2 separate regions of the Rattus norvegicus genome follow, and region 2 is linked to region 1. A link is a contact called in public Hi-C data. All regions are on one chromosome and are shown on one strand. The core of a region is the stretch at or near the end of the contact, and the rest is flanking DNA. Distances in the headings are between cores, read along the strand shown. Region 1 has its middle 79 kb from the start of Emp1. Region 2 has its middle 360 kb from the start of Emp1.

Evidence for each region. Hi-C and Micro-C count contacts between places; a contact is called where the count stands out from the background.
Region 2: a contact with region 1 is called in a Hi-C map of frontal cortex, with 2.5 times the contacts expected there. The contact joins two enhancer-like sites. A contact is called at or near these places in 4 of 12 Hi-C or Micro-C datasets (frontal cortex, hepatocytes and liver).

The regions. Positions count from the first base shown.
Region 1 is chr4:170,021,415-170,025,956 of GRCr8, reverse strand. No RefSeq gene overlaps it. Among named protein-coding and RNA genes, the nearest start is that of Emp1, 79 kb to the right of the region's middle. Within about 2 kb of position 2,131, at least 11 of the 93 cell types and tissues checked have an H3K27ac peak or open chromatin away from gene starts, as enhancers often do.
Region 2 is chr4:170,302,171-170,306,712 of GRCr8, reverse strand. It overlaps a transcript of Grin2b not described here. Among named protein-coding and RNA genes, the nearest start is that of Emp1, 360 kb to the right of the region's middle. Within about 2 kb of position 2,507, at least 4 of the 93 cell types and tissues checked have an H3K27ac peak or open chromatin away from gene starts, as enhancers often do.

The DNA of each region.
Region 1 (4,542 bases), core at 882-3,381:
CGATTATCATGGAGGGAAGCAGATGCCCATGACACTAAGCAGTAGCTGAGAGTTTTACATCCTGATGCATGGGCAGCAAGTAGTAAAAGAGACCTCAGAGCCCACCCCAGAGACACACCTTCTCTGACAAGGCCACCTCGGTTCCAATAAAGCCTCACCTCCTAATCTTTCCCAAACATGTCCACTTCCTGATGACTAAGCATTCCACATATAAGTGCCTATGGGGATGGTTCTCGTTGAAACCACCACAAGGTGATAGCTAGTGTGGTTCTGAATGAAAGTGCGGGTTGTCTGCCAAGACCAGCCTCTGGTAGTGTAGGAAATCAGAGGTGGAAAAACAGATTCAGAACAAAACCCTGACCCACAGGATCAAGAACGGGCCTGGGCGCTCTGAGGCAGTGGGCGGCACCTTCCCTCTAAGTCAACAGAGCCAATAGAGTGATATACCACAGGATATATCTCAGGACAGAGTAAGGAATATTCAAATGGCCTCACTGCTCGAAAGTCTTCTGGGGCACAGAACTGTCTTGTCCCAGAATCCTAATGCGTATCTCATGGAGAGACACCCCCTCTGAGAGTCTAATCTGCCACTAAGTTACCAGAAGCAAGCAGGAGATGAGAACACCGGTCCCCTCTCCTGATTCTCATCCATCCGTCCATTTGCTCACTCTTTTAAATCATCTATCCATCCATTTATATAGTCTTTCATTCACATGTTAGTGGAGGCCAGAGACTGGCAGACTGTCTTCTCATACTGCTCCCTCCCTACCTTGTGTTTTGAAATGGTCTCTCATTGAATCTGGAGTTCTCTGGTACATCTAGCCTGGCCGGACAGCAAGTCCCTGTCTGTCTCCCTAGCACTGGGACTACAGGTGCATAGTAGCACATCTGGCTTTATATGTGACCACTGGGGATGTGAACTCGGGTCCTCCTCATGCTTGCAAAGCAAGCACTTTACCGACTGAACTGTAGTCCTTGTCCCCGTCATCCCAGTCCCCATTAGTAGCACCATTTTATTTAGCAACTACTATGCACTTGGCATGGAGTCTTTGCTACCAAGAGAGCAAGATAATTGTGATTTCTTTTTCTTCTCCCACAGGCAAGATTCTGTTATATATGACTCAGTTGTCAGGAATCTCCTCTACTGTCCTATCCTTTGATGGTCCATAGTTCCTTTGGACACTATGAGAAATGCAGACGCAGGGCCCAGATGTCACAGAGTCCACTACTACAAACTTTTAGACTTTCCATATCCACTTACCTACTTTCTGAAGCCTTGAATGAGAACAGGACACAACAACATACTTTCTCTATAGAATTGGGGACAGATATAACCAGCTTCACCTTAGACCTCTGGAGACTGACATATGAGCTGGTTCCAATGCTACCTCACACCAAGTGCCCACCCTGGGATATTTACTTAGAACATTCCTATATCCCATTTCTCTGCCTTCTGCCCCTCCCTCCCACCCCTGCCTCTGTGGGATTTTCATCAATCTTCTGTTCTCTTTACAGTATTTTCTGAATTATTATTATATGTGTTAATGGTGGCAGAACGCTGTACAATTATCCCCCAATTCATCAGGCTCCTTAACAGGCAAATGCCTTTTTCCCCCAATAAGTTTCACTGGCTGAGGCACCGATCTCGTCCTTGTTGCTACGGAAACCAGAACATTTCTCTGTTTTAATGGTATGTTGAAAGTACTGCGTGTGTACGTGTACACGTATGGTGCCTGCTGGCTTTCTCCACCCTTTCTGCCTTCCCTACCTCCATTGACCTGCCTGGCACTGTCCCGGTATCACATGCTTCCTAATGCCCCCCCCCATCCACAGCCCTGCTTGTCCCTTCGATGCCTCGCACCCTGCCTCCACCTCCCCCACCCTTCCATCTGGTGCTCTCAGCTGCTTGAAAAGAAACACCAGTTGGCTTTGCATGAAATTGAAGAGGGAGAGGGAAATAGAAGGTAATTGCAGAGACAAAAAGGCTTTGACCAGCCAGGTGTTTTCTGCTGGAAGGCCTGTGGCTTCAGCTGGCCACCTTCCTGGAGCAGGGACAACTCAGAGAGGGACAAGAGTAGAGAGTGGGGAGCTCAATGCAGGAGTAAAAGGACAAGGTCTCATATCTGGACAGCACCATCTGCTGCTACTGCTCTTGGGCACTAAGGAAGGCACCTCCCTCCAACTGTTTGTGTTTGGCTCGGAGTTAGGGGGACCATTGGTGGTGGAGAGGGCTCTGTTGAAACTTATTTGTTTATGCATTTATTCAACAAGCACTTCCTGAATGTTCAGTCCACGACAAGTGCTATTCTAAGCACCGAGGGGACACGGACACGGCCCCTGTCTTCAAGATGCATGACCTACTCCAAGTGTCACACAGCCTCTTACCCTCTCTGTGCTATCTTGGTGATTATAGTTTTAGAGACATATAGTCCATTATCATCATGGCAGGAAGCAAGTCACTGAAACAGTGGCTAAGAACTGTATCCTGATCTACAGGCAGTAGGCAGAGAGAAAGCCTGGAAACTTTAAAAGCCCACCACCTCTAGTGACACACTTTCTCCAACAAGGCCATACCTCCCAATTCTTCTAATCCTCCTCATATAGTGTCACTCTCTGATTCAAATATATATGCCTACAAGGAACATTCTTATTCAGACTATCACATTCTACTCTCTGGCTTCCATAGACTTACAGCTGTATCATAATGCAAAGCGTATTTAGTCAAGCTTCCGAAGTCCCCATAGTATTTCATAGTCCCAAATACAAAATCTCTTCTCAGACTCATGGCATTCTCTTAACTCTAACCCCCCTATAAAACAAAAAATAAAGAGCAGATCTCATACTTTCAACATTCCTTGGCACAGAATGCACATTACTATTCCAAAGGGGAGGAAATGAAGCACAATGAGTGTGCTGGGCAGTTTTATGTCAACTTGACACAAGCTAAAGTCACTTGAGAGGAGGAAACCTCAATTAAGAAAATGCCTCTATAAGATTGTGTTGCAGGCAGGTCCGTAAGAGTTTTTCTTTATTACTGATTGTGGGTAATGACATACCTAGGCTGGTGGTCACGGGTTCTATAAGAAAGCAGACTGAACAAGCCACAAGGACCAACCAGTAAGCAGCACCCATCCACAGTCTCTGCATCAGCTTCTGCCTCAAGGTTCCTGCCCAGCATGAGTTCCTGTCCTGACTTCCTTTGATGATGAACAGCTATATGGAAGTATAAGCCAAATAAACCCCTTTCTCCCCACATTGCTTTGGTCATAGTGTTTTGTCACAGCAATCAGAACCTTGACTACAAGAGTCAGAAAATACTGGACCAACAAAAGACAAAAACCATCAGGGCAAACACTAAACTTGCATCTCCATGTCTGATGTCAAAGCACTCATCCAGTCACCTACTCCTTTCAGCCTTGCTGACAGTGACACACTTCTTTTTCATGGGTTGATTCCAGGGACAGTAGCTCTCCTTGGCAGGTATCCCATGGCTCTGGCATCTCCAACATCTTGGGGTCTCAAGCAAAAACATGGCTCTACTTTCAAAGTTTCATGTAATGACCTCACCCTTTCTGATTTTCCATGCATAGCTACCCCTAATGCATGCCTGGCCTCAGTGGCTTTCCTTAGCCTGTGGGTCTATCCTTGATGCTAAAACCAGATCCATGTGGCTGAAGCTGCCATGTTCATCAGTGTTCTGTTGCCGAGTGTTTTCTTCACTCTTTAAGCTTTTCTTTAAATTCATTTTCACAAGTTGGCAACTTAACTAGATTGAGTCTTGCCCTGAGGTCACCTCTCCTTTTATTCCATTTAGTATTGAATAGTCTTTTCCTTATACTTTTTAACTCTTTGAGCACTGGATTTATCTCCATTAAATTTCCTGGTGCCCTTTTCTCCTCAAACTGTACATTTTGCATTTTTCTTTGTTCAACTTGGTCCTTTTCATTATAGATCTATGTAAGAGTGACCACTAATAATCACACAGCAGAGTCAATACTAGGCTGTCTTGAAATCTCCTCTGACAATGCCAAAGACACTTCAATCTGCCTTGAGCAGATTGTTTGTTTGGACAAGGGCAGAAAACAACACAGTCTTAAATTACCACAAGAATGGTCTCTAGGCCACCTAAAATTCTTCTCCTTTGAGAAGTGTGTCTCCTTTAAGCCAGTGTGTCATAATCTATGTTGCTCTCAGCACCATTGCTTTCCACACTTCTCCTGGTATGGCCCACCAAGCCCTCATCAAAGGATACACTGCTTTTCTAGTCAAAACTCCTCATCCTGTCAACCAACAACATAGTCAGGCCTGTCACAGCAATACCTCACTCCTAGTACCAACTTGTCAGAGCTAGTGTTACTATTGCTGTGATGAAACACCATGATCAAAAATAATTTGGAGAGGGAAGGGTATATTGTGCTCACAGTTCGTATGATAGTTCATCATCAAAAGCAGTAAGTGCAGGAACTCACACAAGGCAGGAATTTAGATGCAATGACTTGGATACAAGAACTATGCAGAGGCTATGATGGGGTGCTGCTCACT
Region 2 (4,542 bases), core at 1,258-3,757, 280 kb before region 1:
GGTCATGACTGGTCATGAATGGTGTTGTTTATTGCCAAACAGAATTAGAACCAGAGAGTAAGCAAAAGACTAGTATAAAATCCTACATCCTGATCCACAGGCAGACAGAGAGCTTGGATTTGGTGTGGGCTTTTGAAACCTCAAAACCTCAAAGTCACACCCCCTCCAACAAGGCCACACCTCCCCCAACAAGGCCACACCTCCTAATCCCTCTAATCCTTCTCAAATAGTTCCACTCCCTGATGACTAAGCATTCAAATATATGAGCCTATTGGGGCCATTCTTATCTAGACCACCACATCTGGCCACACCAGAGTGTAGAATGTCAGCACAGGTTGCAGCTGTCCTGACACACTAACTGTTTTCTTCCAGCCTTTCTGGGAACAAATGCCTTATAAACAACATTCTAAGCAAAAATTCCCTGTTCAAGTGACAGCTGTGGCCCGAGTCCTCATGGGTAAACACTAGATTACCAGAAAAAGAAAATCCTCTCAACTTCAAACATTCTTCACAACTCTGGCATCAAAGCAAAATGTGAGGATGGAGAAATAGCTTTGTCCAGTCCCCTTCTTTCAACCAACAACATAATTTTTTTCCAAAATACACACCTCATGGGTACAATAGGAGCAACAGCATTCACATATCGATTCATGATTTAAGAAAAAGCTTGGTGAGCTTCAGGCTTCTTTGTTCTGTGACAGCTAACACTAGATCTGTTCTGTCATCCCAGCAGGTGAGCTAGGGTAAATTAATTTGCAAGCTGCATATAATGAGAAGACATCACTCCCTACCGACTTTACATAGATGATTGTATTTATGTAAGATTATGACACAATACACAATATACAGGGCCTAACTTAATTTCTATATTACTTATTTAATAATGATTCATGTAAAGAGATTCTTACATGTTTGTCCTCATAGATGTGGTAAGTAAAGGAGAGATGTTAGGGAACTACTGCAATGGTAGAGTGCTTGCCTCACCTCTATGAGGACCTGGATTCTTATCTCCAGCACAATAAAAGCAAATAAATAAATAAATAAATAAATAAATAAATAAATAAATAAAAGGTTGGTTTTGTTTTTTGAGACAGTCACATTAAGGATATTTTATTCTGTTTGTCTCTCATTTTTCTTGGAATAAACACTGCCAAATATTTATTGAGGAAGCCTCCTCCGAGTTAACAGTGATCACAAAATCTTGCTGCAGTCTATAGAAATGATCTTTGGGAAGATTCGGGGGCTAGAGTTTCTATCTAGAATAATTTCTTATTTCTTCATTCATTTATTCGAGTATCCATTGTCTACTGTGCACTCTGCATTATTATGTTAGAGGTTAAATAGTAGTTTGCAAAACGCAGAAAACTCTAGCCTCTGAGAAGGATTCATGGTTAGACCTCCTTGGAGATGTGACTCCAGGCAAATCTGCAGATTGGCTTTTAGGTGGGAGGTCGAACACCATGTCCCAAAGCTGCCCCACAGATCCCATTTGGATGACCCCACTTCCATCCCCCACATTCATTTGGGTGACCCTTGCCCCACTCACTTGATACCAGCTCCAGTGTAACAGCCGCTGAAGCTATCAGGCACATTGACTACCATCTGAGAAGGAGCTTTCTTCTACAGACATAAATCATGAAGCCTGTGAAAGCCATCCCTGAGCTGCAGTGAGAACTAGATACTGTCGTCAATAACCGTGTACTGTCTAGAGCACCAAGGACTTGGCATTCACAGGCAGAGTGATGGAGAACAGTAGGCAACTTAGAAACAGAAATGGCTCCTGAGAACTTCTCTGTGAGTCTCACAGCATACCCGACAGGTAGGTAGGCAGCTCGTGTCACCAAGTGACAGACAGAACTGGCGTTGGGTGTTGGGTGACTTTTCCATGATCATTCAGAAAAGGAGAAGTAGATCGCAGATTTTCCAAGTCCAGTGCTTTAGCTTTTCTGCCGCGCTCCCTTCCTGATCAACTTGCATAAAACTGCAAGAATTTACAGAAGGAAAATGTGGTGTAGGGTGGTGAGAAGAACAGGGCAGAAGTTAAAGTAAGGAACATCTACAAACCTCTCCCCCTACGAATTGGACGCCGTCGTTATCACAAAACTTTTACATGAAGAAAAATGCCTGCAAGACCGTTTCTCAGCACTTGCCAGTGAGAAATGAATGGTCCAAACCCACAAAAACATTTTTTCCTCCTTTTCTTATGAGATTTTTTTTGTCACAGCAACAAGGAAGTACAGATGTTTTCCCACAGATAGGAAGGTGAACCAGATTCTCGGCTGAAGCACTTCCTGGCCACTAATGACCATCCGGGATCTAAATGATCTTGCTCTCTGTCTGTATCCTCTTCTCTCTGTAGAATGTAATAAGAACACCTCACACATTATTTTGCAACTTATGCAACTTCTCTGCAAGCAAGACAAAATAACCCATGATGGACAGAGACCTCGTGCCTTCCTGGTACACATCACCTTCCGCAAGGCCAGTTGCAGCCTCAGGGATGCTCTCCTGACTGAGCAGTACTTGAATACTAATTAAATATCAGAGATTCTGGATAGCCCAGGCACAGTGATCTTGCCCAGGATGTCCCTCCTGAGGCTGTAGCCCTTATGGCCTTTCCTTTTGAAGCTGGCCATCAGGAAATTATGTTTCAATAGAAAGATAGCAGACATGATGAAAGGTACCAAGTCACAGGGTGGTGGTGGTGTGTGTGGGTTCCTTCTTGGGAGTTTACAAAAAGGATGGGCTGCATCAATACAGACTGTTAGGAGAACAAACAGAAGGGAAGGCAGGATTAAACTGAATAGAAACACAGGCGGATCCTTCCTATGGCTCAGTAACAAAATAAAACGCGGCAAAAATAGAAACTCAAATCTTCCTCTTCTCTCCCACATGAAGCTCACTGTCACACACGGATCCAGCCTCTGTTTTTAGTTCAAACCTTTCTCTTCTCTCTTAGCTTTCCTCTGGAACCTGCTTTAGGCTGAACGCCATCCACCTTGGGATAAGAAGCTGCAGAACAGAACCGAAGATGACAGAAGCGCAGACACCAGGCCCTGGAGGCTATGATGCCTTGTAGTGCAGCCTACCACAACTGACAGTCTCCAAGGAGACCAACTCGGCTCTCGCCCCTGAATTCAGGATCCTTGGGGTGTAGGATCCTGAACACTGAGAGCCCTGTGTGTCCTGTAATTTGGGTCTGAACAAACTGGTGCTTGAGAACCAATGACAGGCATCTTTCATATAGCACTTTTTATGCCAGGCAGGTGGGACCCTATTTTTGTCTAAACTAACTTTTTCCAGCACCCTCCTGGTTAGATTAGAACCCTGCTTTCCAGAGTCAGAGTCATGAAGTGTTTGCAGTTCTTGGCCCATCTCCAAAGCAAAAAGCTTTCTGGTCTTGCATCCCAAGGAGACGCCACAGGCCCACTCTACCAGGCGCGTCCTATCCCACTGATAGCCACATTCACACGGCGCCTGTCTCCATGGGTGTCCGGCAAACAATAATAATTCTTTGTTCTTTCCCCAGTAATCTCAAGTCAATAGGCCCAGCACAGAGACATAGCCTTTGTAATTTAGGTGCCACAGGTAGCTTCATGTTTGGAAGGCAGAGAAAAGAAAATTAATATCCTTGCCTTGCTCCAGCCCCTGCAGTGTCCCGGTGCCCTGGAGCGCCACAGCCTGTGTCTCTCAAACCCATTTAGGGCTCATTTTCCTCCTCTCCCAAATGTAGCTCTTTCCCAGGTGGAGTCTGGCAGGGGCGAACCATCTACACGGGAACACCACAAAGTTGAAGAGGGCCAGCCGAGAGAGGTGAGGGTGTGAACAAAGAACCGGAAAGCAGGGGACAACGCTCACAGAGAGTGTAATTCTATTAGCTGAAATCTGGTCTGATCCTGAGATAACCCCACCTCCACCACACTAGGAAGAGCACAGCGGATCCTTTATAATTCTGCCAACATAAGAAGAATGTGATGTGGACAAACCAATCCGGTTTTCATGGCAGTCTCTAACAGGCTGGTTCACGCAGAACAAGTTGTGTCATTGGACTTCTCCACCACAAAACAGGCTGCTGACTGCAGTGTTCCCTAATTTTCACAGAAAGGTGAAACTGAGGCACCCACTGGTCCAGGACCAATGTCTGTTCAAGATAAGAATCTCAGTCTTTCTACCTCGCACTCTGACATGCTGAAGCATCACATTTGGGGTGAATCAATGCCCCAGTGTTCAGCAAGACCCCAGAAAGGATGGGTAAGACAGAAGCAGAAGTTTATTGTAGCACCTCTAGTCAAAATGAAGGAGAAGCAAGAGGTACCCCTCCTTTACCCCTGTAAATTCTCTTTCCTTATAAAGCCACTGCCATTCTCTTGTGCATTTGGGCTTGTTGTGGCTTGGTGTACTGGCTGGTTTTGTGTGTCAACTTGACACAAGCTGGAGTTATCATAGAGAAAAGGGCCTCCCTTGAGAAAATACCTCTATGAGACCCAGCTGTAAGGCATTTTCTAAATTGGTGATCAAGGGGGAAGGGCCCAGCCCATTGTG